Linked DNA regions of Mus musculus: all the other regions are linked to region 2. A link is a contact called in public HiChIP or PLAC-seq and promoter capture Hi-C data. All regions are on one chromosome and are shown on one strand. The core of a region is the stretch at or near the end of the contact, and the rest is flanking DNA. Distances in the headings are between cores, read along the strand shown.

The links. Promoter capture Hi-C pulls out the DNA fragments that hold promoters and counts their contacts. HiChIP or PLAC-seq counts read pairs in DNA pulled down with a chosen protein or histone mark.
Region 1: an H3K4me3 HiChIP or PLAC-seq map of embryonic forebrain shows a contact between it and region 2, with 4 times the contacts expected there. The contact joins the enhancer-like site here to the promoter of Syngap1 in region 2. A contact is called at or near these places in 2 of 39 promoter capture datasets (cranial neural crest and liver) and 3 of 115 datasets of contacts at active chromatin or transcription factors (embryonic forebrain, embryonic hindbrain and pancreatic cancer cells).
Region 3: a contact with region 2 is called in a promoter capture Hi-C map of liver, with 2.7 times the contacts expected there. The contact joins the enhancer-like site here to the promoter of Syngap1 in region 2. A contact is called at or near these places in 6 of 39 promoter capture datasets (the C10 cell line, cranial neural crest, hippocampal neurons and 2 more), 2 of 15 datasets of contacts at CTCF or cohesin (embryonic stem cells and pro-B cells), 4 of 484 Hi-C or Micro-C datasets (the N1E-115 cell line, cerebral cortex, myocytes and 1 more) and 10 of 115 datasets of contacts at active chromatin or transcription factors (astrocytes, bone marrow-derived macrophages, cardiomyocytes and 7 more).
Region 4: a contact with region 2 is called in a promoter capture Hi-C map of 3T3-L1-derived adipocytes, with 2.8 times the contacts expected there. The contact joins the enhancer-like site here to the promoter of Syngap1 in region 2. A contact is called at or near these places in 8 of 39 promoter capture datasets (3T3-L1-derived adipocytes, the C10 cell line, the SN4741 cell line and 4 more), 2 of 484 Hi-C or Micro-C datasets (both in cortical neurons) and 1 of 115 datasets of contacts at active chromatin or transcription factors (astrocytes).
Region 5: a contact with region 2 is called in a promoter capture Hi-C map of liver, with 2.9 times the contacts expected there. The contact joins the enhancer-like site here to the promoter of Syngap1 in region 2. A contact is called at or near these places in 9 of 39 promoter capture datasets (the 3T3-L1 cell line, the SN4741 cell line, cranial neural crest and 4 more) and 5 of 115 datasets of contacts at active chromatin or transcription factors (astrocytes, bone marrow-derived macrophages, epiblast stem cells and 2 more).

Annotation. Positions count from the first base shown.
Region 1 is chr17:27,795,028-27,801,109 of GRCm38.p6, reverse strand. All of the region lies in intron 1 of Ilrun (inflammation and lipid regulator with UBA-like and NBR1-like domains), which reads left to right. Among named protein-coding and RNA genes, the nearest start is that of Ilrun, 22 kb to the left of the region's middle. Within about 2 kb of position 3,384, at least 164 of the 459 cell types and tissues checked have an H3K27ac peak or open chromatin away from gene starts, as enhancers often do. A contact at or near this core is called in embryonic forebrain, liver and pancreatic cancer cells, where this site is marked.
Region 2 is chr17:26,938,406-26,944,064 of GRCm38.p6, reverse strand. Syngap1 (synaptic Ras GTPase activating protein 1 homolog (rat)) reads right to left here and starts at 2,815. Exons shown (of 19, transcript NM_001281491.2): 1 at 2,547-2,815. The coding sequence starts at 2,613. It overlaps Cuta (cutA divalent cation tolerance homolog), which reads left to right and starts at 4,527. Exons shown (of 7, transcript NM_026307.3): 1 at 4,527-4,614; 2 at 4,697-4,748; 3 at 4,973-5,181; 4 at 5,279-5,338; 5 at 5,448-5,493; 6 at 5,598-5,647. The coding sequence starts at 4,707.
Region 3 is chr17:27,533,788-27,539,508 of GRCm38.p6, reverse strand. No RefSeq gene overlaps it. Among named protein-coding and RNA genes, the nearest start is that of Hmga1, 20 kb to the left of the region's middle. Within about 2 kb of position 2,533, at least 7 of the 459 cell types and tissues checked have an H3K27ac peak or open chromatin away from gene starts, as enhancers often do. A contact at or near this core is called in liver, where this site is marked.
Region 4 is chr17:27,596,532-27,602,260 of GRCm38.p6, reverse strand. It overlaps Nudt3 (nudix (nucleotide diphosphate linked moiety X)-type motif 3), which reads left to right. Exons shown (of 5, transcript NM_019837.2): 2 at 5,427-5,537. Among named protein-coding and RNA genes, the nearest start is that of Nudt3, 24 kb to the left of the region's middle. Within about 2 kb of position 1,375, at least 12 of the 459 cell types and tissues checked have an H3K27ac peak or open chromatin away from gene starts, as enhancers often do. A contact at or near this core is called in 3T3-L1-derived adipocytes, where this site is marked.
Region 5 is chr17:27,646,892-27,652,869 of GRCm38.p6, reverse strand. No RefSeq gene overlaps it. Among named protein-coding and RNA genes, the nearest start is that of Pacsin1, 5.7 kb to the left of the region's middle. Within about 2 kb of position 2,454, at least 36 of the 459 cell types and tissues checked have an H3K27ac peak or open chromatin away from gene starts, as enhancers often do. A contact at or near this core is called in bone marrow-derived macrophages, liver and pancreatic cancer cells, where this site is marked.

The DNA of each region.
Region 1 (6,082 bases), core at 2,135-4,634, 860 kb before region 2:
CAATATCCACTGACTTCAGGTTGCACTTGCAGCTGAGGTGAGTGGCCTGCTCCGGGTTTGTTAGTGTAGTAGCTAGCGTTGGGTGTGTTGCACACTATAGAACTTACCTTTTTAAAGCTTGGAGACAAGCATACGGTTGGTTACTTCCTCTGTGGATGTTCTCTTATGTGGACATGTGTATGCCAGAGCTTGCTTTCATATCATCTCCAGAGATGGCATGGCCAGCCGGCACGTTCCTCAGGGGAAATGAAACTAAGCCACTTTGAGGCTGGTCCCTATGGGAAGCACAGTGTCCCAAGATCTCACAGGCAGGAATTCTTAGACACAACAGAAACATTTAATCAAAGAGATTGTAAAAGGTATATGATATTTCTTAGCAAAGCCCATAAATTCTGCCTTTATTATATTTCCTAATTTTTACAGCAATAACAGCTAAATTATAGGATAAATTGTGTATTCAGATACTTTTTGGCAACTTTAAAAAAATCAAACCTTTGTATTTTTTAAACCAAGAAACACCTCTTTGACAGTCTTAGGATCAAATCAGTTTGAAATTCTGCTTAGTTGCAGATTTATCTGCTCATACCATAACTCACTATCTGAGTTTCATGACAAACCAGAACCGTGTGTAAGGAGCGCTGTGTCTGGACATGCTTTGTGCGGTCATCCTGTGGTGTTTGGGGCAATCCACATTGTCTCCTCACAGTGGCTCAGAATTTCCAGAAACTGTAGTTACCATAGATACAGCGATTGTAAATCATTTCAGGAAATTAAATCCAGCGACCAAAACAAGGAGTTATTCTAAACCTGCTCTTTTGACCGAAACGTGAGTTGTTGGACCCCGAGGTGTGTGACGGAAGTGACTCAGCAGAGTGCAGCCTCAGGTTACATGCACAGTCTGCCTTTGTCCTCCTGAGTACACAGTGCAGTGCACATACACAGCACCGCCCTCAGACTTCGCCTCAGAGGTTTGCATTGCAATAAGTTCCTGTAACAATGTGGCTTCCATCTGCAAATTCATCTTAATACTTAGCAGCTTGAACCTGGACTGACTGAGGCAGATTACAGGGTCCTTCTGGGGACCCCTGCTTCCGGAGCACTTCCATCTTCACAGGAAGGAGGAGTGCCTTCCTGCCTTGGGCCTTGTTCTCCTCAGACTCGAGTGCTACCCGAGTGAAAGCAGACAGGAGGCCTGGCCAGAGCAGATCTGCTGCTAACTAATTGGATTTCCCTTTGCAGTGTGCCTTGGTGTGTGTGTCCGAGAGCAGAGGACGGCCACACTGGGGGTAGAGCATATGTTCCACAGCATAGGGGCTCCACAGGGCTAATCCTGCCAGGCTGTGGTCCTCCTTACAGTTGCACACTATGTCATTAGAATGAGTGTTTTATGCTTAGTGGCCTGGTGTTTTTCTTTTTTCTTTTCTTTTCTTTTTTTCTTTTGTGTGTGTGTGTGTGTGTGTGTTTCACTACTGGGGTTAAGACTATGGCTGTGTGTATACTCAACACTACCCCTGAGCTGTTCCCTCTGCCCAAGAAAAGCATTTTTTTTTAAAGATTTATTTATTATTATATATACATACACTGTTGCTGTCTCCAGACACACCAGAAGAGGTGTCAGATCTCATTATGGGTGGTTGTGAGCCACCATGTGGTTGCTGGGATTTGAACTCAGGACCTTTAGAAGAGCAGTCAGTGCTCTTACCTGCTGAGCCATCTTGCCAGCCCCGAAAAGCATTTTTTTTAACTCTGTAGATTTTTCTCTCTTTTCTTTTCCATCCCTGCCCTCTGCATTTACTGTGTGCATGTGTGTGACTACATAGTAGCCACAGCTCATGTGGCAGTCAAAGGAGTGCTTGTCAGGAGGCAGGCAGGCCTCTCCTTCTGTTAGTCAGGTTGTAGTGGCTAGCACATTGTCAGGCCTGGCACCAAATGCCTTTACCTAGTGAGCCATCTTACCAATCCCCTTCATATCCTCTCTGCTTTTGGGGGACTGGTGTCTCATATTGTAGCTCAGTCTAGTAACCTAGAACTTACTGTGTAGCCCAGGCTGGCCCCAAACTCCTGACAGTCCCCCTACCATAGCCTTTTGAGTACTGCGACTACAGACATCAACTCCCATGTCTGACTAGATGTTTCCTTTTGCTTTAGTTGATCTAAATTTCCCTGTACCTGAGAGCAGGCAGGGTCTCATGTGGCCCTGGTTAATAATCTTGAACTCGATATGTAACAGAGGCTGGCCTTTTAAAACTCCTGCTCCTTCTGTCTCTGCTTCTCGTGTATTGAGCTTACAGACATGCAGCACAATGCCCAGCTTGTAGTTTCAGTTCTTATGTTTTCTAATGTGTATGGGTATTTTGCCTGAATCTGTGTAGTAAAACACACACACACACACACACACACACACACACACACACACAGAGACACAGAGTGTGTTAGCTACAAAGTGGGTGCTTGGTATTGAACCAGGATCCTCTGAAGGAGCAGCAAGTGCTCTTCACCACTGAGCCGTGTCTCCAGCCCTGTGTGTGAGTAACAGTGCTTGCTCCCAAGCCTGAGGACTGGAGTTCATTATCCGTAGTCACATGGTGTTGGGGAGAACTAGGTCTAACAAGGTGTCCTCTCATCTTCACGTTGTTCCGGCAGCGGTACATTCATGCGTTCATGTAAACACACACTTAGTTTTTCAAAGTTCATACAGCATTTTCAATTGTAACTTTTTTTGGGTGAGTGGGGTGTACAATCTTGCTATTGTAGCCCAGGCTGGCCTTGAACTTGTGATAGTCCTCTTGCCCCTACCTTCCTGGTACTGAGTTCCAGCACTTGGGACTCAGGCAACTGGGTCTCTGAGTTCAAGGCCAAACTAGTCTATTTATCTGAGCTCCAGGACAGCCAGAGCTACATAATGAGACTCTTGTCTGGAAAAAAAATGTCTGTGGTAGTGACAGAGTATTTCAGTCATCCCATGGTACAGTTCCCAGACAGGAACAGTCCTATGGTATCCCACCCTCCCCACTGCCCATCCATCCTTTGTCAGAAGATTTTTTGAGACAGAGTTTCTCTTTCTAACAATCCTGGCTGTCCTAAAACTTTGTAGATCAGGCTGGCCTCATACTCAGAGATCCACTGATTCTGCCTCTGGAAGGAGGGGAATAAAGGCGTGTGCCATCAAAGCCTACATCTTCAGAATATTTTTGACTGAACTTATATTGAAGACTGTTTCAGCCTAGAAGCTCTGAGGAAGACTGGGGCAGAGGCTTTCTTGCAGGCAGTGTTCTTTCTTCCTGGTGACCAGCAGCAGAATGTGTGTTTGGAGACAGGCGTGTACATGCTGGCACTGAGTGGGAGCTGATTGAGCTAGTCTTGCTCTTGCTGGCCCAGGATCTGCAATAATCTGACTGGAGCCTGAGGAGGCGTGCCCAGCCGTGTCTGATGGCTGCAGGCGGCTCTCTGCCTTGTGTCTAGGAAGTGATTTGCTCGGCCACCTCCCTTTGTTCCAGGTCACTCATTTGAAGTTTCGGCTTTACGAGGCCCTTGGTCTTTTCTGGCTGAGTTCTGCACCAAGCAGGTGTGGGTGAGGAATTGCTTTGGCTGTGGGATGAACTGGGGATGTGGAGGGGCTTGAGGAAGGGAGCGTGGCTCTTGTTAGTGTGCCGTCTCCGGTGCTCAGGGAGGCTGACCTGGCGACACACCCACAGATAACACAGGACACAATTTGCTGGGAGAATTGCCAATTCTCTTGAATGTGCAAGAGTTTGTCCCTACTAGCAGAGGACCCTGCAAGAGACCAAGGCAGAAAGTAGTCTTTATTCTAAAAATGGACACAACTTTTACTAAATGTTTTCAAATGAGCAAATTGAAAGTATTTTCTCTAGCTTGCTCTTTAGTCCTTAAGGGTAGGGCTGATGGCTGACGTGCCTTGGAGTCTGTTTGTGGGCCGCCTTAGGTTTACCAGGCGCTATGTATGTATGGTTTTGATCATTGTTATCTCCAAAGGGAACTGCTGAAAAGACTGAAGTCCAAGCCTTTGTATGCAGCAGGGAGTGAGCAGGTGCAGCTTGGCTACTGGCCCAGCTCTGCTCCATGTAAATTTCATCAAGCACATGGGACAGGCAGGCAGCTGGTGTCGTAATCCAGTCCTCACTGATTAGTGTGACGAACCACCATTACATGATCCTTGCTCTAAGTATAGCCTGCCTTTCTGGCAGCTGCAAACACCTGGAGAAGCAGGCACAGAGGTTCTAGCCAGAAAGTGTCGACTGCTCCTGGTGTACACATTGCAGTCACAGAGGTCCTAGCCAGAAAGTGTCGACTGCTCCTGGTGTACACATTGCTGTGTCTGTGCTTGGCTTCATGGCGCATGGTTGCCTTTGCCGAGAAGCATGCAGATTGAGAGCTGGTGGTGAGCTTACTGATGAAAGACCAGAAGAACATCCCATAATATCATCACCAGAAGAGCCTTTGATCCCCAACATATTTATTTAAACAGCCTCTGTGGCCTATGGTTTCAGGCACTGGAGCTGTGAACCAGCCCTGGCGAGATGCTGTTGTTCGGAGGACTCTGGATTGTGTGCATGGCTCCTTAGGAGCAGCTAATCAAATGGAGAAAGAAGTTACAAATGGCAATTTGCTTTCTTCCTTTGCCTTTTCTGATTTAAGACTGGGTTTCTTGTAGCTCAGGTTGGTCTTGAACTCTTCATCATCTTAACTCCATTCCTAAGGTTTAGAGGCTGGTGTGCCCTCCCCTCAGTCTTTCTCGAGTGTGAATGTATACACATGCTGGTTTGTGTGGAGGCCAGAGATGGGAAGATGGTTGTCCTTCTTCAATGTTTTGTTTTGAGTCAGGGTCTCACTATGTAGCCGTGGATGGCCTGAACCTCAGGCTGTATGAACCATGCTGGTGTTGAACTCACAGAAATTTTCCTGCCTCACTGCCTCTCAAGTGCTGGAATTAAAGACTTGTGTCATCATACCCAGCCCTCCCTAGCTCTTAGAGACAAGGTGTCTCTCTGTGAACTCACCCTGAGATAAACCCTCCTGGCTCTGCCTTCCATGCCTAGCTTCCACATGGGGTCTAGGGATCGGAACTCACAGGCTTGCTTGTGCATCAGGGACTTCACTCGCTCACCACTTCTTCAGCCCCACACATAATTCTTATTCAACATTTTAAAAGATTATTTTATATGCATGAGTGTTTTGCCTATGTGTACATATGTATACCACAAGCATGCCTGGTTCCCTCAGAGCTCAGATCGCTGGAACTAGTGTTACAGGTTAGGAGCTACCATGTGGTTGCTGGGAATTGAATCTCAGCTCTTCACCAGCACCCAGCTCACATATAAAAAAAGTGGTCACTTCTTAAAAAGAATATTTTTGTTTTTTGAGACAGCCACCATATTTAGCTGAGGCTAGCTCCAAACTACTACTCTCACCTCATCCTCCTGAGTGTGTACAGGCTTGACCCACCACACCCAGCAAAGATTCTTAAGATGTCAGTGAGATAGGTCATTTGTCACGTTGCCGAGATCTAGCAGAGGGAAGCAGGTGTGCTGCAGGTGCTATGAGCATTGCTCTGTGTCTGCTGAGGGAAGGCTGGACCCAGAGTGAAGATCTAGACTCTCCATGAAGTGCTACATAAAGGGGCTGACTGTAGATGATACACAGGGTAATGGATGCTGAAACTGCGAAAGATGAAGTTTAGAAGCACTCAGTGGTAATTGGTTAAGTGGTGGTTTACCCTACAGTGACTCACCTGTGACAGACTACTCAGTCTTGACAGAGACTACTCACTCCTCACAGAAATATCTTCAAGACCTATTGTCAAAGTAATAAAGCCAAGAGTAGTGTGTAATCATACCTGCTGTAGGAACTAAGAACACAATACATACATACATACATACATACATACATACATACATAATGCATCCATCCATACATACATACATACATAAGAGCTTTTTAAATGTGGAACTTGGGCTGTCCAGATGGCTCAGTGGGTATGAATGCTTGCCACTAAGCTTTGTGACCTGAGTCTGACCCACCTCCACCTGTGTATGTGACATGCCGCACCCACACTTACACATGC
Region 2 (5,659 bases), core at 1,566-4,065:
GAAGGTAGCTCGTCTTTGCATCTGGCTGTGCAGGGATCAGGGATCTGCTCCGATGACCAAAGACTGGTCTGGCCTCTCTGTCCACAGCAGGCTCCGGAGTCAGCCCTCCTCTTCCCACCCAATCTTCATAGATAGGGAGGAGCCAACTCTACAAGCTGACAGCCGCACCTGGCTGTCACTGGGCACATTGAGGAACTTAGAAAGAGTGGAGGAAAGAGTGGAACAGCCACACCTCATGTCAGAGGAACTTCCCAAGATGAAATCTGACAATAAACAAATTTCCAGAAAAAAAAAAATGGGATCAACAGTTATGCACACTCAGGTGCTCCATCTTTGCTGTCTCGATAGCATCGTTGCCACATACCATTTATGGGGACACAGTGAAGGAAAGGCCTTCAGGGAGTCAGAAGAGTTAGATTGGTGATATTGGAGTGATAAAACTAGGCTTAAGGGATCAACTGGAGGATGTTCACAGGAAGAAAAGTCCAGGGCTATCACCTGTGCAGGGTAATTAACTTGGGCATGTTTCAGGAGAACTGGCCTTTGAGCTTCATTCCAGGCCCTAGAGTAACTTTAGGAAACTCCATCCCCTTACTGATGATGGCCACCATTCTCAAATTTACCCAAATTGCAGGTCAGACAGAAAGATAAACACCTGGGAATTGTGCCTAGACCTCACAATGCTTTCAAAATTTCACTGTCTCGATGCTTTCTTGGAAACTCTACTCATATTTTCTAAATATCAAAGGTCACTGACAGGGTTGGTCATTATAGCTCAGTGGTCGGGGAAAAAAACCAAAACAATAATGACAACAAAAAACTCAAAAACCAACAACAACAAAAAAAACCCCACTAGGATTCAAAGCCCCAGCACAACAATAGCAACAACAACCTTCCATAACTTAGATCACAAACACTTGAGGCCTAGTACATCTCAACGCATGGTGTATCCAGGGGAAAAATCTGTTAATACATATAACCAAAACACAACAGAGGAGCTGCTCTAGGCTGCAGCTGGGCAAGCAGGATAGACCTCAAGGGACACTGTTCTACTGGGAACAGGAAAGGGACACAGGGAATCTTAGCTTAGGTACAACACACACACACACACACACACACACACACACACACACACAGAGAGATTCTATAGTTAAGAATACTAATGACCCTAGGAAGCAATGGAACATGGCAGAGGACAGGGAAATGGGAAATTTTTACTGGAATGAGAAGTTCCACAAGGGTCCAAGATGGGGGAATTCCTTAGAGCCCTGTTCCAACGATCAAAACCTGTGTTTTGGTAACCCCCCCCCCCAATCTCTATCACCCCAGGAAGCAGAGGGGACAAGAAGAGAGGAATCACCAGGTTGGGGAATAAGAGGAAATAAGCACAGACCATGTGACAAGATGGGAAGTGGGATAGGAAACAGAGGGTGAGCTGAGGGACAAGTAACAGCGTGAACCTAAGAGAAAAGGAAGATGGTAAAGATGGTGGTTGCTTGCCTAGGGCAAGGGAATGGACCAGAAGGTTTCAGCCAACATGGGGCAGAGGGAGTGAGAGAGACCTGTCAGGGGATCTGAGACACGGGGCCCAGGAGCAGCAGTGGTGTATTAAGGTAGTTATTAGAAGAGAGGGAGGGAAAGAGAAGAGATATGAGATAGGGACCAATACAGGGGAAGAACAGAAGGGGGACTCATATAAGAAACGGACACCATATGGGGGGAAAGATATAAGTGATGGACAGCAGAGGCAGGGAGGGGGACTGGAAAGAAGAGGTGGGGTGGGGGAAGGGGTCAAAGCGATTAAGAAAGCAAATGAGACTCAGGGATTGCATCTCACTTCTCCAGAGTCCTAATGAGGGCCAGTTACCCTCAGGATTTTTATCTGGCCCTTGTCCCCACCCCTCAATCTTACTTGCATCCCCCCCCCCAAACCAAAAAAAAAAAAACCACTTGATCCTCCCCCTTCTCTGGTGTCCCCTCCCCCAATCCTTTTTCTCTCTCCTCTCTTCCCTCCATCTGGACCCCCCACACCCCCCCACTGCCACCTTCTTTCTCCATCTGGCCCCTTCCCTCCCTCCATCCTCCTCTCTTTTCCTAAGTCCTACCACCCTGAGCCCCTCACCAAATTCCCTTCCCACCTTCTTGGTCTCTCATGCCGCCTGTGTTTTCATTTCCCCCCTACCCTCTCCCAAGACCATGCCTCTACTTCCTTGGTAATTTCTTCCTCACTCTGCTCCCAAATCCAAACCATTTCTGCAGCCTTTCCCCAAACTCAGTCCTCCCTTCTCATCCCTTTCTGACGCGCTTTCCCCTCCATCATCTTCCCCTCAGCCCCCTTGAAAAGGCCCGTGTCCCAGCCCCTCTATCCTACCCCTATGCCTCTAATCCCTCCTTTCCCACTGTTCCCACCTCTGCCTTCCCGACCCTCCCCTCTCCCTCCATTTCAGCCGCTCCTTCCCCTCGGTGGCCCCGGCCCTCCCCCGCCCGCTGCCCCTCCCCCTCTTGCCCCCCCATTTGGCCCTCCCCTCCCCTTACCACCACCGTACCTCTGAAGGGGGCATAGGACATCGCGGGGATGCTCCCCCGATGGATGGAGGCTCGAGACCTGCTCATCAGGCCTGAGGGGGAGGGGGCGGGGGGACGGGGGGAGAAAAAGAAGAGAGAAAGAGGGGGAGAGAAAGGGGGAGAAGGAGGAGGTGGAGGAGGAGGAGGAGGAGGAGAGAGGAGGAGAGAGGAGCGGAGAGGAGCAGAGAGGAGGAGAGAGGAGGAGGAGGAGGAGAATAAGAGCCAACGGCAGCAGCGGCAGCAGAGAGAGGGGGGGCGGGGGAAGCGAGCTAGAGAAGAGAGAGCAGGAGGAGGAGGGAGAGACTGCAGCCCCCACCCCTACCCAGGGAGACCCGGAAAAGGAGAGAACGAGGGACCCCTGACTCATACACACCAGGGAAGTCCCGTAGAAGCTGACCCAAGACCCTCAGACAGACCCCAGACCCAGAGAAAGATACTCACCACCTCACCCCCCCCCCACCTCCATACTCAACAAATTGGGTCTCACAGATCCAAATCTAGAAGGAAAGAGACCTCTGAGCTCAGACCCCACCCCCTAAATTAAAGAAAGGAGTCAGGGACCAGAATATGAGACTCTAGTGTCAGCAAGGTTCTCCAGACCCATGTTAATCTTATTCGAACCCTGGACTTGTAGTTTGGGAGACCCAAAACAGAGACCTAGACCCAAAGAAAAAGATGAAGCCAATATTAGAAAGTGCCCCAGGCCAGAATTAAATTTTAGAATCTAGCTAGAGGTAAGAAACCCCACATTCGTATCTCAAAGAAACTGCAAACTTGGGGATGAAGGAGGAGACATTCGGCTGACCCAAAGATGAAGATGACCACATAGAGATCTAAAATACATTACATCTGAAAGATGTGAGTTAGTGACCGATTGCGAGGTTCAATTTCCTGAAACAACTCCCCAGGTAACCCAGACCCTAGGAAGGGCCCAAATATTGGACCCCCACCCCCACAGGACCCAAATATTGGACCCCCAACCCCTCACCTACACACACAAGGATCTCTGAGAACCCCCCCCCCAACTCAAGAAAATGCAGAAGCCTAACAGGAGCCACCCATGCCAAGGACCCCAGACCTTGGAGGGAGGGCTAATATTTGGGCGGCAGGGCCCTTTTTCCTGCTGTCTCCACCCTCTTCTCTGTCCTCTCACTGGTCCCCTCTCCATTTTTGGGTCACTGGATGTGTTTAGGCTCCAGGGAGGTTATGTAGGGCAGGTCCTGGTTCCTTGGGGGAATGGATGAAGGTAAGGAGACCCAAGACCGAGAGGTGGGCCAGTCCTGGGGAGAAGAGTCAGCAAGGGGGAAAGAACAGGGTCACACTCTGAACTCTAACTTGCAACTCTCATTTCTCCTCTCCACTCATTTGTCAGCCTCTGTCCGAAGCTTTGGGCTCTGGGTATCTTCCATCACCCACTAGCCCATTTACAGGTGTCACCCAGTGCTTTGAAAAGGTGTCTTTCCTCTCCCAGCCACGGCAGTGCCAGGTCTGAGCCTGCCTGATCACTGCCCCCTACCCAGGGACAGCTGGCTTCTCAGCTCGGTGCTAACGCAAGGGCGGTGGCGGGGGGTGGGGGGAACTGTCCCCACCCAAGGCTGCCTGTCAGCGCGGGGAGGGAGGGGGGCTGTTACTAGGCACACTCCGGAGCTCAGGACAACTCCCCGGCCCCAGCCTGACGCAGCGACAGCGCGGGTCGCCAGGTCTCACGTCACGTGGACCGCGAGGCCGGCCAGCAATTGGCCTCCGCTCGCTGCTCCTGAGGCGGCGCCGCCTGAAAGGACAGGCCTCATCACGTGACGGCGGGTCGCCGCAGCGGCGTTCCCCTGCCAGCAACCGGTTGAGGATTCACGGAAATGGGCGGGCCGCTGGGGCGCACGACCTCAGATAAAGCTGCCGATTGGTCGGAGGGCTCGACGCCACGCCCACTTAAGAGGGCGGGGCTACCGGGCCACTTGAGGGCCGGGATTGGCCAGGTCTGGAGACTCCGGGAAGGCAGGGCTGCTCCTGTCACGTGGTGCACACTGTTTTCGCGTCACGTGGCTACTGCAGGTAAGAGGCGGCCGCTCCGCCGGGGCTCGGGGTCCTTCGTCCGTGCAATGAGCGGCCATTGATTTCTTCTTTTCTCTACCAGCGCGGGCTGCATGAACTGGGGGCGGGCGCCCGGCGTCTTGCTCGGCGGAGGGGTGAGTCTGGCCCCGCCTTTTCCGGTCTCGAAGTCTCACCCAGCTTCTGCAGCGGAACAGAGGAGCTGTCCCAAGTTTCTTTTAAGTTTCAGGGACATTTTTTTTTTTCTTCCTGGTGCAGAAAAGGCAGCGCAGAGGCTTGGTGTCTGCCCCAGAAGGCAGCCCAGGTGCAATTTCCTGGGGCAGTTGTGGGGACACTGAATCCGCCCTCCCCCCTGCTCCAGGCCACTCTGCTCCTGTCGTTTCTTTGGATGCCAGCGCTACTGCCGGTGGCTTCCCGCCTTCTGTTGCTACCCCGAGCTCTGCTGTCAATGGCTTCTGGAAGCCCTCCGTCCCAGCCCCCTCCGGCCTCGGGCTCCGGCTACGTTCCAGGATCAGTCTCTGCAGCCTTTGTCACTTGTCCCAACGAAAAAGTCGCCAAGGAGATCGCCAGGTGGGGACCTCGGCCAGATGACCTAGAGAGAGCGTTGGGGTTAGGGGAAGGGTGCTGTTTCCGGGTCGTGCACACTCTGATCTCGCTTCACCCTCAGGGCAGTGGTAGAGAAGCGTCTGGCAGCCTGCGTCAACCTCATCCCGCAGATCACATCCATGTGAGTTGTCAGTTAGAAACGGAAATCTACCCGGAGGGGCTGAGAGCTTTTTCTGGGAGAAATCTTCCTTTCCCAAGACTTTGTTCCCTTCTTTCTCTGACCTCTTCAGCTATGAATGGAAAGGAAAGATCGAGGAAGATAGTGAGGTGCTGATGGTGAGAAAATTCCCCCCCTGCCTGGCTCCTTTGACAACTCTGGCCCTCTCCTGACACCAGTTCTCTACCCCGTTGGTTGAACTATGTCTGTCTTTGCCCTTTAGATGATTAAAACCCAAAGCTCCCTGGTCCCTGCTCTGACAGAGTTTGTTCGGTAAGAACTTTG
Region 3 (5,721 bases), core at 1,284-3,783, 600 kb before region 2:
CTCTGGGATTCCTCGACTGCTTCAGCAATCAGCCTTTTTACATTTGTATGTTCTTCCTTCCCTCCTTCCTTCTGCCTTGTTTTGTTTTGTTTTGTTTTTTGTTTTGTTTTTGTTTTTTCGAGACAGGGTTTCTCTGTATAGCCCTGGCTGTCCTGGAACTCACTTTGTAGACCAGGCTGGCCTTGAACTCAGAAATCCCCCTGCCTCTGCCTCCCGAGTGCTGGGATTAAAGGCGTACGCAACAACGCCAGGCCTGCCTTTTGTTTTTGTTTTTTGTTTTTTTGTTTTGTTTTGTTTTGTTTTTTTGAGACAGGGTCTCTCTGTGTGGCCCTGGCTGCTTCTGAACTCACTCTGTAGACCAGGCTGGCCTCAGAGATCAGAGTTCGCCTGCCTCTGCCTCCCAAGTGCTGGGATTAAAGTGCTCACCACCGGTGTCAGGCCCCTCCTCACTCCCTGCAGAAGCTGGGAAACCCCAGCTGCCCTCTCCGCCCTTAATCTGCCCAAAGCCCGGGTGCATGGACAAACCTCCCTGACCTGCAACCTCCCCAGCTCGATTGGAAACTCCGAGGGAACCCCACTTCCGGTTTCCGGACCCGCACCCCCAGTGCCTGCCGATGGCTTAGTTTCTGACCGGGTATGGACACCATCCCGACTCCTAGCCGACAGCATTCCCCGCCTGAGCTCTACAAAACCCCTTACTTTAGCTGGACTTGTGACTTTGCTGACCGCCACCTGAGAGGCCAGTGAACCCCTGAAAGCTGCCTCCTGATAATCTTACCTCTATCTACTTTTAATCCAGGCTAATCTGGCCTGTATCTGCATCGAGGAGGGAGAGAGAGTGCCCACCAACCATGCCCGCCATTTTATGTTCTATGGAGTGTTGGCAGTCTTGAATTTCTCACAAGCAATCTTAAAGGTCTCTTCCATGTCTGGTTTGTGAGGTGCTGGGATCTAACCCAGGCTTGCTGAGAGCTAGGCAGACACTGCACCAGCCCAGCCATATCCCTAGTCTCACCATACTCGTTTTGTATTTATTTTGATTTGGGGGTCTCACTCTAACTTCTTGGTTTGTTTGAGACAGGGTTTCTGTGTATCCCTGGCTGTCCTGGAACTCACTCTGTAGACCAGGCTGGCCTCGAACTCAGAAATCTGCCTGCCTCTGCCTCCAGAGTGCTGGGATTAAAGGCCTGTGCCACCACCGCCCTGCATCACTCTAACTTTTTTTATATGTAGCTCCCAATATAGCTCAGGCTGGCCCTGAACTCACAATCATCCTCCTGCTTCACCCTCCTGAGTACTGAGACTGCCCGCTAAACTACCAATCCCTCCTGGACACTTTACTACAGATTTTTATTTGGAAACATTTCTCTTTCATGTGAAGCAGAAGTGCTTTGGGGAAAGCCCTAAACATACATTTATGCTTGGTGGGAAGTCAGAAAGTTCTTTCCCGGAGATGACAGCTGTCTTCCCCACTCACCGTGGCGCCTTGGTTGAAAAAATTGAAAACAAATCAAAGCGCTGATTGCCAACCCTTGCAGGACGGTACTGGTCAGTAGGGTCCCAGCAAGTGTGTGTGTGTGTGTGTGTGTGTGTGTGTGTGTGTGTGTGTGTGAGATTCTGAGCCCACAGCCCCTGCTCCCTGCCGGGTCCCCACATCATCTCAGGTAGCAGCAGCCACACTTCTCCTGACCAGCTTCCTAGGAGAGTGGGGTGTTTATTAAAGGGCACATCATAAAACTGTGTTAATTTGAAACGGACATGTGCACTATTGAAAGCTGACATCAGGACCAGTTCCTGAGGTCCCAAGTCCTGGGAGAGTGTTAGGGAAGGAGGTGGTGTGGGCTAATGAGGAGCAGGCTGCCTTTGTCCATTTGGTTTTAGGGACGGGGCTCTGTGTGCAGGGCTGGCCCCAACTCTTCCAGGACACTGTGATTGTATAATTGTGTGATTGTGTGCACAGCTGCTTCAGGCGCTGTTGCTGATTAAAAAAAAAATTGCCAGGCAGTGGTGGCGCACGCCTTTAATCCCAGCACTTGGGAGGCAGAGGCAGGCAGATTTCTGAGTTTGAGGCCAGCCTGGTCTACAGAGTGAGTTCCAGGACAGCCAAGGCTACACAGAGAAATCCTGCCTAAAAATAAATAAATAAATAAATAAATAAATAAATAAATAAATAAATAAATAAATAAACAAACAAAACACCCCCAAAACCCCAAACAAACAAAAACAAAATTGCTGTGTTTGTGTGTGTAACTGCACAAATCTATGTGTGGCACAGAAGTCGTCGTCAGATCCTGGGGTGATGTGAACCCCTGAACTAGAGCTACCTGGTGTGGATGCGGGGAACTGAGCCCAGGTCCTCTGCAGGAGCAATAAGGACTCTTAAATGTCTGATGAAGAGTGTGGGTGGGTGTGGGGACACTGAGTCCACGACTGACCTTTCCTGTGACCCTTCCCTGGGAAGCCCTCACCTCAGCCGTGTGGTCAGTGTGCTTTTGTCCTGACCATTGACCTCTCAGCGAGCAGCTGTCCCAGCTGCGCCCAGCTCTTGGCATGGCAGCGTGTTGTCCCAGAGCACTTGAGTGTGTTTTCTGACTGAACACAGGTAAAGGGGCAGGCACGGGCGTGTAGAGTCCACACAGGCAGTGGTGACCGTGGCAGTCTTGACTGTTAAGAAACACACCACCACATTCAAGTCGTAGCCTCTTCCGGCAGCCTCCATGGTTCCTTTCAGTAAAACCACGTCTCTGTGAAGGAATGCAACCCCTGTCCTGCCCAAGTTAATCCTGGAGTGGGAAGCAACCGCCCACACCTCATTCTCAGCCAGAGCCGAGGGCCTGGCACAGAACAAGCGACAGCAGACTCCCTGTAGTGACGCCAAGCTTGGGTCCCTAGCACCACCTAAGGCAGAGCTTCCCAGGCTGCTATGGTTTCCTTTCTCTTTTGAAACAGCATCCAGGTAGCCCTGGCTGGACTCCAACTCCCAGAGATCCCCCTGCCTCTGCGTTCCGAGTGCTGCAATTAGGGGCATGAACCACCATATTTCTTCTTTTCTTCTTCTTCTTCTTCTTCTTCTTCTTCTTCTTCTTCTTCTTCTTCTTCTTCTTCTTCTTCTTCTTCTTCTTCTTCCTTTTCTTCTTCTTCTTCTTCTTCTTCTTCTTCTTCTTCTTCTTCTTCTTCTTCTTCTTCTTCTTCTTCTTCTTCTTCTTCTTCTTCTTCGTCTTCTTCGTCTTCTTCTTCTTCGTCTTCTTCTTCTTCTTCTTCTTCTTCCTTTTCTTCTTCTTCTTCTTCCTTTTCTTCTTCTTCTTCTTCTTCTTCTTCTTCTTCTTCTTCTTCTTCTTCTTCTTCTTCTTCTTCTTCCTTTTCTTCTTCTTCTTCTTCTTCTTCTTCTTCTTCTTCTTCTTCTTCTTCCTTTTCTTCTTCTTCTTCTTCCTTTTCTTCTTCTTCTTCTTCTTCTTCTTCTTCTTCTTCTTCTTCTTCTTCTTCTTCTTCTTCTTCTTCTTCTTCTTCTTCTTCTTCTTCTTCCTCTTCTTCTTCTTCTTCTCCTTCCTCCTCCTCCTCCTTCTTCTTTTTTAAAGATTTATTTATTTATTAGCTGCACACTGCAGCACACTGCAGCTGTCTTCAGACCCACCAGAAGAGGGCATCAGATCCCATTACAGATGGTTGTGAGCCACCATGGGGTTGCTGGGATTTGAACTCAGGACCTTTGGTTTTTTTGTTGTTTTTTGTTTTGTTTGGGGGGGGGTTCAAGAAAGGGTTTCTCTATGTAGCCCTGGCTGTCCTGGAACTCACTTTGTAGACCAGGCTGTCCTGGAACTCAGAAATCCGCCTGCCTCTGTTCCTGAGTGCTGGGATTAAAGGTGTGCGCCACCACTGCCCGGCAGGACCTTTGGAAGAAGAGAACCTGAACGTCCAGTTCCCTGAGCTCTGACCCGTCTTCTGACCAGACACCAGGTATGACATGGTACACAGACATACATGTAGGTAAACATCTATACACATAAAGCATTGAAAAATGCTTTTAAAGTTATATTTACTTGTGTGTGTGTGTTTGACATGACACACCGGTGCTGGTCGGAGAGCAAGTTGCAGGAGTCAGTTCTCTTCATCCATCATGTGGGGTCGTCGGGCTTGGCAGCCAGCGCCTTTATGTGCTTCTCTGTGGAGGAGGAAAGCTGAGTGGTTTGTCCCAGGCCACACAGCTAGTACTTCTAGAGTCTGCTATGGCCTACAGTTGTGACGATCTCATGCCTTTGTCCTTTGGGTACCTAACTCCAATTTTCTTCCCAGGAAGATGTGTAGAGTGGTAGGGAGACCCGAGGGTCAAAGGTGAACTTGAGGCGGCTGTGAAGGCACCAATGGACTTGGGTTTCTTCTACAGACAGGCAGCAGGTACCGCCCCATAACAAGTATCCATTAGGTGTTATCCCCAGAAAGACCTGCCAGGCATGTCCCAGCCTGTCCCTTACAGTCTGGGGGACCTGGGTCTCAGCGGGGCAGGCACCGCGTGGTTCAGCTTCCCCCACAGCCTCTTTGCGGTGCCCTCCTGAGTCTGTTAGAATCAGCCTGGGATGCTGCTGGCTTTGGTCCCAGCAAGGAGCGCTGTTGCCACCTCGTGGTCATAGCTGGCATTGCAGTGCCTGTTCTGAACAAGCGATCCCACGCCTGTTCTTGGGATGGACTGGGGTCACAAGGTGGGGAGGAAGAACAGAGGTGCTGAGGTCTGGTCTGTTGCTATGTATTGCAATGCTAAATTCTGTACCCGAAGGTCTAGGATCAAGTGGATTGTCACATTTACCAGCTTTTGTTGTACAACCGGTGTTTTTAATTTAAAACTATTGGTTAAGCTGGGCGTGGTGGCGCATGCCTTTAATCTCAGCACTCTGGAGGCAGAGGCAGGCGGATTTCTGAGTTCGAGGCCAGCCTGGTCTACAGAGTGAGTTCCAGACAGCCAGGGCTATACAGAGAAACCCTGTCTTTTTGTTTTGTTTTGTTTTTGTTTTTAAAGATGTATTTATTAGTATAAGTTCACTGTAGCTGTCTTCAAACACACCAGAAGAGGGTATCAGATCTCATTATGGGTGGTTGTGAGCCACCATGTGGTTGCTGGGATTTGAACTCAGTACCTTTGGAAGAGCAGTCGGTGCTCTTACCCACTGAACCATCTCACCAGCCGGAGAAACCCTGTCTTGAACCCCCCCCCCCCCAAAACAAAAACAAACCCAAAAAACAAAAACCAAAGCCAAACCAAACCAAAACAAAACAAAAACCTATTGGTTAAATAAAAACTGGCTACAGCCAGTTTCTGGAGGGGTTAGAGTTAGATGGGTTTTGAGTTACCTGGTTAAAGAGGAGGAGGAGAAGAGGGAGAACGAGGAGGAGAGGGGAGAAGGCACCATGAGAGATGTACAACACTGTAGAAATAGCTAGGCCAGCAGTTAGAACAGTAGATTAGGGGTTATCCACCCCCAGTCATTGTCAAAGCCAAATAAAATAACCATAGTCTGAGTCTCATTTATTTGTAATCTAGTTGGGGATAAATTGGTTGTAAGACACAGGCATAGGGGAGGTAGGTGGGGTAGGCAGCGAGGCCCCTTGTGGGTTCACAGGCCACTCAAGCATCCACAGGTGGCTCTCTACCACCCATTACAGCTTGCAGGGAGAAGGGACTCCTGTGGACAGGCTGATGAGCAAGGCGGAGGCAGCGCCTTCCAGAAGGTC
Region 4 (5,729 bases), core at 126-2,625, 660 kb before region 2:
AGCACCATGTGGACCGTGTTGAGTCCCATCAGCTGGAGTTGCCGCTGGGCCTCCTTTGCTAGAATGACATTTTCCTAGGCAGCCCCTTTCTGTCAGTGTGCCCCTTTGGCTTTCTGATTGAGACAGGGTCTTGCCGGAGGCTGGTCTGGAACTTGCTCTACAGTTGATGTTGCTTTCAAATTTAAGATTGGCGCGCGCGCTTCAGCTTACTGAGTACTAGAGTTACAGGCATTCTCCACCATCTTTGAAAATGGTTTGTATTTAATACCCTTCATAGGGAGGTCCCACCTTTTAAACATTTCCTGTTGTCCCAGGCAAAGCGTGGGGAGGCTTGCTTCATCTAGAGCTGTAACTGTGTGCTCCCAAACTCTATTTCAGCTTCCTGATCCTCTGTTACCCTTCAGATTATAAGGCTATAAACCCCAACCATGGCCGAAGTTATAGATCTATAGCCTGAGGGTCTTGTCTGGACTCTCCTCTGCTAAATACAGTAGTCTTTTGGTTTGCTTGTTGGTTTGTTGGTTTGTTTGTTTTGGCTGTGGTAGGGTGGGGTTGAAGCCAGACCTCACGAAGCTTTCTTGTGTCGCAGAGGGTAACCATGAGCCTCCACCTCCCCACCTTCCCACCTCCCCGGTGCAGACAGGATGAGCTTGCTTGCTTTATCTATCTCAGATTTTATGAGGCTCTGGGAACCAGATTAGCATTGCACACATGGTGGGCAAACCCTGCCAACTGAGCTGTATCAGCAGCCTTATCACTTTTAAAATTCGGCCTCATTTTAAGGTTTTGAACAAAACTTAGATTATTTGTCACAAAGCAACATGAGAGTGCCTGGCCGAGTCCACACCTTGGCCTGAGGGGCAGTGTTCACTGTCCACCCTGCCGTCTGACAGGCTGGTTTTCTTAACCCTCTCAAGAATAACCAGCAGGCAAGGCTGCCAGCAGCCAGGATATCCAGCCCGCACTTCTAACATCTTCCTCATCTTCACACAAACTAGTGTGGTCAGGTTTAGTGGTTGCGTCCAGCTGTCTCCTTCATATTACTGCGACCCTGTGCTTGACAGGGAATCCTCACAGGTGGGAATAGTCCATGTAGGGACAGATGGCTGGAGCACACGGTGGCAGATGCTCTCCACAGTACTCAGGATTAAAGCTGAGCACACAGGTCAGATTGGGGTGGCAGAGCCTTCATGGGCATGTCCCTCAAGAATTCTGCCAGCCAGAACTTACCAGAAGGCTCTGCCATTGTGGAGGTAGTACCACAAGCAGGGGCCAGGTGCCGTGCAAACATGGCATGGGGACATTCCAGAGCAAGCCACATACAGTGGCCGAGCAAGGCTGCCACCATAGGCCTGTGTTGTCAAATGTTGCTTGCTGGGAGTTAGGGGGTGTGGCCTTGTTGGAAGAGTTGCCTCACTGGGGGTGAGCTTTGAAGTTTAAAAAGCCCACACTGTTCTTAGGTAGTATAAGTGCACTCGCTGTCTGTCTGCCCCTCTGTGTGTATCTGTCTGTCTGTCTGTCTCTGGTTTTGTCTGTCTCTGTCTCTCTCTCTGGAATTGTGAGCCTCAAATTGAGTGTTCTCTTGTATAAGTGACCTTAGTCATGGTATGTCTTTATAGCAATAGAAAAGCAACTAAGCCATGGTATTGCACAGTAAGCTCTCCATTGCCCGTGAGAATTAGCTGGGTGGGTATGGAGTCTGCTGTATTCACATCTGGGAAATGGCTTCTGTAAAAGGAAAGCTGGAAGTGCCCAAGGTCTCTGTCCAGAAGCCTGGGGCCGTGACTCAATGATAGGTTGCTCAGCCAGGACACAGCACACAGAGGAGCTTGGTTTTGGACTCCAGCACCAAAAACCAAATAGAAAAGAAATGAACAAGAAGGCCAGTGAAGTAAATTATGATATGACCATATTAGTAAAGTCCTCAGAGGGGCTGGAAAGAAGGTCAGCGGTTAAGAGCACTGGCTGTTGTTCCAGAGGTCCTGGGTTCAGTTCCCAGCCCCTACGTGGTGGCTCCTAAGTGCTTCTTATTCTTATTTCCGTTTCAGGGCATCTGATGCCTCCCCTTTTAAAATTCTAATTTTTATTCTATGCGAGTACATGTTTTGCCTGCCTGTATGTGCATGCAGTGCCCACAGAAAACTAGAATAGAGTTTTGCATCTCCTGGAACTGGAGTTACAGACTTCTGTAAGCTGCCCTGTGGATGCTAGGAATTGAACCCAGGTTCTGCAGGAGGTGGGCTGGAAGAGCAGGCCCCTTAATTGCTGAGCCATCTCTCCAGCCAAAATGATTCCTTTTTCTGGACTGTGCAGGCACAGGTACCAATGTGATGCACACATACATGCAGGCAAAGCACTTCACCAGTGGTGATCAGGGCAAGTCTAGGAAGCAAAGCAGTCCTTGGTGAAGCTGACACCAGCAGAGATGGCTTGGGTAGGCCTGTATTAGTTACTCTGCTCTGCTTCCTTTAGTATAGAGGGAGGGTATGATTTCAGTACATTTCAGTATCCTGTAGTATAGAGGGAGGGTATGATTTCAGTACATTTCAGTATCCTGTAGTATAGAGGGAGGGTATGATTTCAGTACATTTCAGTATCCTTTAGTATAGAGGGAGGGTATGATTTCAGTACATTTCCATATCCTTTAGTATAGAGGGAGGGTATGATTTCAGTACATTTCCGTATCCTTTAGTATAGAGGGAGGGTATGATTTCAGTACATTTCAGTATCCTTTAGTATAGAGGGAGGGTATGATTTCAGTATATTTCAGTATCCTGTAGTATAGAGGGAGGGTATGATTTCAGTATCCTGTAGTATAGAGGGAGGGTATGATTTCAGTACATTTCAGTATCCTTTAGTATAGAGGGAGGGTATGATTTCAGTATATTTCCGTATCCTTTAGTATAGAGGGAGGGTATGATTTCAGTACATTTCCGTATCCTTTAGTATAGAGGGAGGGTATGATTTCAGTACATTTCCGTACCCTTTAGTATAGAGGGAGGGTATGATTTCAGTACATTTCCGTACCCTTTAGTATAGAGGGAGGGTATGATTTCAGTACATTTCCGTACCCTTTAGTATAGAGGGAGGGTCAGTGCAGAAGCTCCTCACAGGTGCATGGTTCACATCAGCACCAGCTGCTGGGGACTGTTTTGGGGTTGAGAACCTTCCAGACATGAGCCTCTGTTTTCTGACTCAGAGATATTAATGTGGTGCCTTTTACTTGTATGGGCGTGGGACCACACAGCTTCCTTGCCATGATGAACAATCCTTTCAATCTATAAACCAAGAAGAACAAAAGCCCCACTTTTCTGACATTGCTTCTTGTTGGATATTTGGCGGTGGTGACCAGGCGAGTCACCCACATACAGCAGCTGACACTAGCATAGGTCCTATAGTGCTCCAGTGTGATATATCATTGCCATGTTGCTCGAAGTGGAATTTACATTCCCAAGGTAGTACTTCCTAAGTACCTGAGGTTAGTATGGGCTCTGCATAGGAACTTGTGGAACTTTCTGGACTTTGTGTCTCCTTGTAGTCTGGACAGGACAGATTTTCTGGGTCAGCAGCAGGAGACTGTTATGACAGGGACGGGGGATTTAAGGATGACGGTGAGATTTCCAGGAAGCCCCAGGGGTGGAAGGGAGATGGGATGGCTTCTCTGAGGGCCGAAGGACAGGAGGCTCAGTCACCACCAGAAAGTGGCCTGTGGGAGACAGCCAGCACTCTTAGCTTTGGAAGGATGTGCACCTTCCCCTAGCAGCGCAGAGGGTGGGAGTGGGGGAACTAGAGCGTGTCCACTTCTGCTTCTGCCATCACCAGAAAGCTGGTGAAGTCCAAAGTAGTAAAAGTATAATCTGTCAAGATGTAAGTTTTTATTTTTCAGTCTATGTGTACATGCCTGTGTGTGTGCACATGAATGTGTTGCCAGCTGAGCCCAGAGGAGGATGCTGACTTACCTGATGTGAGTGCCTGCTGCTGAGCAAGCTTGGGTTCTCTGTGAGAACAGCAGACCCACTTAATTGCTGAGCCGTCTCTTGCCCGGACTTTGCATTTCATTTTTTTCCCGTTTGTTTATTTTGAGACAGGGTTGGTTGGTGGGTCGGTCTGTCTGTCTATCTATCTATCTATCTATCTATCTATCTATCTATCTATCTATCTAAATAAACAAACCCTGGCTGCCTTGAAATTCATGGTTTCATCTTCCCATTTCTTAATCAACATTCTGAGTTAAATCCCAGCTGGGCATGATGGCTCACACACATGATATCTTAGCACACGGGAAGTAGATGCAGGAGGCTCAGAAGTTCAGGCTGCTCAGATCGACAACAGCAGGAGACTCTGGTGTGTTTTTGTTTTGTTTTGTTTTTTGTTTTTTTTGTTTTGTTTTGTTTCCAGACAGGGTTTCTCTGTGTAGCCCTGGCTGTCCTGGAACTCACTTTGTAGACCAGGCTGGCCTCAAACTCAGAAATCCACCGGCCTCTGCTTCCTGAATGCTGGGATTAAAGGCCTGCGCCACCACGCCCAGCTTAGACTCTGCTTTTTTAAAAAATTATACATTTAAAAAGAACTCTAAGGGGGCTGGCAAGATAGCTCAGCAGGTAAGAGCACTAACTGCTCTTCCAAAGGTCCTGAGTTCAAATCCCAGCAACCCATGGTGGCTCACAACCACCTGTAATGAGATCTGACACCCTCTTCTGGTATGTCTGTAGTCACCACAGTGTACTTAGATATAATAATAAATAAATCTTTAAAAAAAAAAAGAACTCTAGGGCTGGAGAGATGGCTCAGCAGTTAGGAGCACTGGCTGCCCTTCCCCAAGACTCTGGTTTGATTGGCAAATTCATGGCAGATCACAGCCATCTGTAGTTGGAGCTGTAGGGACCCCAGCTCCTCTTCTGGCCGTCATGCAGCTGGCACACAGATGTACTCCGTGCACATAAGGTGTACATCTCAAACATAAAGTCAGTAAGACCTTGTCTCATCGTCTGCCATAGCACTTGAGTAACAGACGACTTCCACTGCGCAGGCGCCCAGAGGAGCTCAGTTTCGTCAGTGCACTGCAGGCCGGACACTTGTGTGGCCTGTGGCGGTGTCCACAGCCGGCAGCGGCCTCACTCCTGGTTCCCTTGCCGCTTTTCCAGGCTCGTTTTAGGAAAAGGGAGAGGATGGAAGAGGAGGTGAGACAGACAGACAGACAGCCGAGTGGAGGGGAGTGCAACGCCCACAGCCCTTGGTTGTTCTCAGAAGATGCCCTTGGCACGTCCTGGGCCCAGTGCCTGCTGTTCCAGCACCAGGCGCTACCCTGTAAAGTTATTTGGAGGTGTAAACAAGAGCCGGTTCTTAGTTACTGTGGTGCTTGTTCTGTTTGCACTGATTTGTGAATATCTTCTTGAATGTGACCTCCCTGTGACCTCTGACTTCAGGTGCTGCTTGTGAGCAGTAGCCGCCATCCAGACCGATGGATTGTCCCCGGAGGAGGCATGGAGCCTGAGGAGGAGCCAAGTGTGGCAGCTGTCCGGGAAGTGTGTGAGGAGGTACGTGCTGATGACCTGTCCTGAGGTGCTGCTGTCCCCATCTCAGACCCTGGAGTGGTGTCCTCGTCACCCTGAAAGACAACACTCACAGCTACAGTGCTGCAACGCGACAGCGTTTGTCCCCATTCCCTGCAGGAGGAAGCTGTCAATAGTGGTGGTGTCTAGTGAAACCTGTCAGGCCTTTGTGACTTC
Region 5 (5,978 bases), core at 1,205-3,704, 710 kb before region 2:
GGGAGGCAGAGGCAGGCAGATTTCTGAGTTTGAGCCCAGCCTGGTCTACAGAGTGAGTTCCAGGACAGCCAGGGATACACAGAGAAACCCTGTCTCGAAAACAAAACAAAACAAAACAAACAAACTAACTAACTAACTAACAAAGAGAGGCTTAGTGGTTAAGATAACTTACTGCTCTCCTAGACGCCCTAATTTTGGTTGCCAGCACCCACATGGGGCAGCTCACACCTGTCTGTAACTTCAACTCAAGAGCATCCTCACGCCCTCTGCAGGACTCATTAGACACCTGCACCCGTGTGCGTGTGCGCAGAGTCCTGAGCAGACACACATGCCTTAAAAAACAAAGCAGTCTCTTTTAAAGACCAAACAAACAAAAGTAGAGAGGAGAGAGGGTAAAGACAGAAGGCAGCCAGGGGCTCTCTGTGCAGAGCTGAGGTGTGGCTGGGGTTGAATTCAGAACACATGCGCACACACACACACACACACACACACACACTGTGTAACCTAAAATAAAATGTTTCGGGAACTGACGCGGGATGTCCACACTTCCCAATTTAGACCAGCTTCCTTGTAGACTTTCTAATTGCAGACCTTCTGCTTGCCTGTCCAAGGTGAACCTAACCCACCTTCCTGCTTTGCGCCCCGCCCCGACCCCTTCCTGTTCCGCGTACCTCCCCCACCCTCCCTCCCGTTTTGCGCCTCTGCTTCAATACAGATGCCCTCCGTTTCCGGCACAGCAACTCTTCCTTTTCTGAGCATTTCCCACGTCTCTCGTGTCCTGGCCTCACGTTCTCTCAGCCCCGTGGAGATCTGACCCCTGTATGTTTCCATGGGGCTGTCCTTCCCACCCAGAGCCCTGAACCTCCCTTGGTCCATCCTCCCTCAGACTCTGGGCCACGCAGAAGGAAGACAGCGCTGGTCCTGAGGGGTTTGCAGATGCCAGCGAAACACAAAAGACGTAGGGACAGAAAGGCAGGCCAGCACTGAAAGGCGCGGAAATAAATAAATCAATGAATGAATAATGGATTGGTAATTGATACTGCGTGTTAGGCCTGGAAGAGGGGGCCGGGCAGAAGGGAGACTCCAGTTGCCCTGTCTTCCTATAGAAAAAAAAAGGGGGGGGGGAAGGAGAGCCGTTTTGAGTTCTCTTTCTCTCCCTCAGACAGTCATGTGTATCTTCCTATGGTGGTCTTGAGCCGTTGCAGGTGAGGTCCAACTTCTGACCCTTACCCTCGCTCCACAGTGCTGGGATTGCAAGCATGCACCACCATGCCCAGTTTGCGGTTTTGTTGTTGTTGGTTTTTGTTTTTTGGGTTGTTTGTTTGTTTGTTGTTTTTATTTTTTCAGACAGGGTTTCTCTGTGTAGCCCTGGCTGTCCTGGAACTCACTCTGTAGACCAGGCTGGCCTCGAACTCAGAAATCCGCCTGCCTCTGCCTTCCAAGTGCTGGCATTAAAGTCATGTGCCACCATATTGGCTAACAATTATCTATTATTATTATTATTGTGTGTGTGCCCTGCATCCATATGTGTGTTTGAGCACAAGTGCCACGGTGTGTGGATGGAGGTCAGAAGATAACTTTTGGGAGCCAGTGTTCTTCCTCCAGGAGCCGGGATTGAACTCAGGCCACCAGGCATCTGCAGCAAGCACCTTTACTTGCCGAGCCTTCTGCGCATGCTCAACAGGCACTGTCCACACCTCCAGGCCAACCACCCCTGTTCTTTCCACAGCTTGAAAAGGAAGGCCAGGGATCTATCCCACTGTGGGTAGATGGGATTCTGAAGCCCAGAGAGTGAAAGAGGCTCGTTCCAAGTCACACAGCACTTCAGTGACAGAGCTGGGGCTATAAACAGATCTCTGAGCTCTGATCTGGTCCTTGCCACCTTGAGTCCTGTTTGGAGGCTGGGCAAGATGGATCCGGGAGTCTGGCTGGGTCTAGGCTGCCTAGGACAGGGTTTTATTTTCTACGCTCCCTTTCAGCAACCTGACGTGGGAATGGGCAGTGCTGAGGGACGGCCTTCCGGCTCTCTCTCCTCATGGCGCCGTCAGCTCGCTTCAAGCTCTCGGACAGTGAGTCACCTGCCTGGTGGACAGGGACGATTGCCAGCCGCACCTTGGACCCTGAGACCAGATGTCAGGAGCCTTGCAATGGTTTCTCTGCCACTGACTTATGGCTGGAAACCACACCTCCTGCATGAAACCCTTAACCTTTAGGGGTACCCAGATTTAGGACCCCGGAGACAGCTTACCCAGGACACACAAACAAACAGAGCCGTCCCTGTACCGGGTTCTTTCTGAATTTGAGGCATAGGAACCATGGGGACGCTGTAATTACTGACCATCATGGTACAGGCTGGGATATGGAGGCCAGAGAGGTTAGGTAGCCTGTGTGATGTCACACAGCTGGAAAGCCTTGGAGCTGTGAATCCAATCCAGGCAGGACTGAGGCAGAAAGAAAAAGCAGACTGGACTAGGTGCTTACTTCAAGCCAGAGGGCTCGACGTCGCTGCGGTCCTGTGGCTATGGCCTGGACGCCCTCGCCACCTAGTGGTACAGTACCTTAACTACAAGCGGAATTCCTGTTTGGTTTGGGTTTAGATTTACGTTTTTTTTTTAGTCAAGGTCTTCGGTAGTAGCCTAGACTGCCTGGACGCACTATGCAGCTGAGGATAGCGTTAAACCTCTCATCCTCCTGCCTCCACTGCCCCAGTGACAGCGCTCTACTCCACTGGAGCTGTTACAGTTGTGAGCCACCACTTGGTGCTGGGAACTGTGTCCCGGTCCTCTGCAAGAGCAGTGTGTGCTCTTAACCAGCTCTTCAGCCCCTATTGTTTTTTTTTAATTTTTTTTTTTATTATCAGTGTGTGTTGGGGGCGGGGTCAGAGGACAATATCATAGAGTTGGTTCTCTATCTAACTTTATGGGGTCTCCTGGATTCAAACTCAGGTCCCTCAGGCTTGTACCTCTGATTTTATTCTTTCCTTAAGTTATTTATTTATTTGTGTCAGGGAGGGGATAGTGGGTATATAGAGGTCAGAGGCCAACTTTTTTTTTTTTTTGGTTTTTCAAGACAGGGTTTCTCTGTGTAGCCCTGGCTGTCCTGGAACTTACTCTGTAGACCAGGCTGGCCTCGAACTCAGAAATTCACCTGCCTCTGCCTCCCAAGTGCTGGGATTAAAGGCATGCGCCACCACTGCTGGGCTCAGAGGCCAACTTTTGAGAATTGGGTCTCACCATCCACCATAGGGGTCCAGGGGATCAAACTCAGGTCGTTAAGCTTGGCTGCAAGCACCCTTAGCTGCTTAGCTGCTCCACTCTCAATCTCATGTGCTCTTAACCTTAACACTTGGAGTTGACATGATGATGCACACCTGAAATCTTAGAGCTCAAGACACTGGGACAGGAGGATCAAGGGTTTCAAGTAAGTTTGGGCTATAGAGCAACACCTTGCCTCAAAGAATCAGACAAAACAAAATAGTCGTAGTTCAGAAAGGATGTTGTTTCTGCCGCATTCCAAGGCTTTGGTGCACGGCTAACCTCTTACTACAGTTTGTTAACCTTTCCTCACTGTGACAAACACCCGAGAGAACCCATTTCAAAGGAGAAGGGGTTTCTTTTGGCTCGTGGTTTCAACCCAGGGTCGGCTGGATCTATTGCCTTGGGCCTGAAGCCACACAAAGTGTATTGGCAGTGAGAACACATTTGTTGTACCAGCTCCGGGTGGATACAAATCTATGTACTGTTGAGCCTTTTAAAAACAAAAATAACAGGGGGGGGGGGCTGGAGAGATGGCGCAGTGGGTAAGAGCACTGACTATTCTTCCAAAGGTCCTGAGTTCAAATCCCAGCAACCATTTGGTGGCTCACAACCATCCGTAATAAGATCTGATGGCCTCTTCTGGGATTCTCTATGTAGCCCTGGCTGTTCTGGAACTCACTATATAGACCAGGCTGGCCTTGAACTCACAGAGCTCTGCCTACCTCAGCCTCCCTAGTGCTGGGATCAAAGACATGCACCACCATTCCTGATGCGGGTGTCTCTGTCTAATGTCCCTCATTCTGTTGTCATGCCTCTTGGGCGGCACGCCCATGTCCAGCCTGGGTCCTCAGGTTTTAGTTAAGGGACCTGGAAGTAGACCCACCAGGGCTTTGCCCTACTCACTCCTCGTCCAACTTTGCTGCTTTAACACGGGCTTTTGTGTAGCACAAGAGATCTTTGAACATGCCCTGGTGCTGAGGACCCTCTGACCCTCCTGCTTCTCCTCAGCAGCACACAGATTACACCTGTGCACACCTCAGCCCCATCTCTACTGAGTTGGGATCAAGCCCAGGGCTCCTGCATGCTAGCATGTGCCTTACCAACCTGGCCACAGAGCCCTGCCCACCGTGTTACCCCAGCCACAGAGCTGTGTCTCCAGTCTCTCCCAGGTGCTGTTTTCTTTCAATATTATACTTGAGACGGGGTCTTGCCAAGTGTGGTGGCACATGCCTGTAATCTCAGCACTCAGGAAGCAGAGGCAGGCGGATCTCTGCGAGTTCAAGACCACCTGGTCTACAGAGTAAGTTCCAGGACAACCAGGGCTACACAGAGAAATCTTGTCTCCATCTCCTGCCTCCCAGAAAAAAGATTAACCATTACACCTAGTGCTACTTTGAAACCCACCTTATTTTGATAAGGAAATGGTCTGGGTTGATGTTGAGCCCATTGCTCCAGACCTGCATCTTATGGCCATAGAGGACACATTTGGTCGAACACCCTTGTTCTTGGCTACAAGCTTGGGTGATGTCTTAGTTAGGGTTTTACTGCTGTGCACAGACACCATGACCAAGGCAACTCTTATAAAAGGGAAACATTTAATTGGGGCTGGCTTACAGATTCAGAGGTTCAGTCCATTATCATCAAGGCAGAAACATGGCAGCATCCAGGCAGGCATGGTGCTGGAGAAGCTGAGAGTTCTGTATCTTGATTTGAAGGCAACCAGGAGAGACCGACTTCCAGGAAACTAGGAGGAGGACCTCAAAGCCCACAGAGACACACCTACTCCAACAAGGCCACACCTCCTGATAAGGCCACACCTCCTAATAGTGCCACTCCCTGGGCCAAGTATATTCAAACCACCACAAGTGACTTGCCCAGATGTCTGGGGACATCAGTGGGTCTCAAGCCCAGTTTTCCTGTTTAATTGTAGAGCTCTCTCTCTCTCTCTCTAAATCACAGCTATCACTAGCTTCTTCCTCCAGAATCAAATCCCATTGGGAAAAGATGGGGTTTACACAGAAGACACTGCCTCAGGGCTCAGCATGGAACCTTCTAGTCTGTTGCTCTCCTTTTTTTTTTTTTTTTTTTTTTTTCCGAGACAGGGTTTCTCTGTATAGCCCTGGCTGTCCTGGAACTCACTTTGTATGTAGACCAGGCTGGTCTCGAACTCAGAAATCTGCCTGCCTCTGCTTCCCAAGTGCTGGAATCAAAGGCGTGCGCCACCACGCCCGGCGCCTGTTGCTCTCTGCTTCTCTGCTTTTTACTGCTTTTGGGTCTTTTGTTTTGGCTCTCAAGTATGCGTGAGTGTGCATGAGAGAGAGAGAGAGAGAGTTTGAGAGTGTGTATGTGTCTATGTGTGAGTGTGTGTGTGTGTGTGTGTGTGTGTGTGTGTGTGTGTGTATACACATGAGTACAGTCTTTGTGAACTCATGTATGGGTATGTGTCTGTGTGTGAGCATATGAGTACAGTCTATATGTATTCATGTATGTGTGTGCAAGAGTGTGTGTATGTGTATGTGAGCGTGTATGTATATGAATATAGTCTCCATGTACTCATGTATGTGTGTGTATGCATATATGTATATGAGTGAGTATGTGTGAGTGTGGGTGAGTGAGTGAGTATGGGTGAGTGTGGGTGAGTGTGTATGTGTACACATGAGTACAGTCTCCATGTACTCGTGGACGGTGTGTGAAGGGCAGAGACTTATGACGGATGACTTC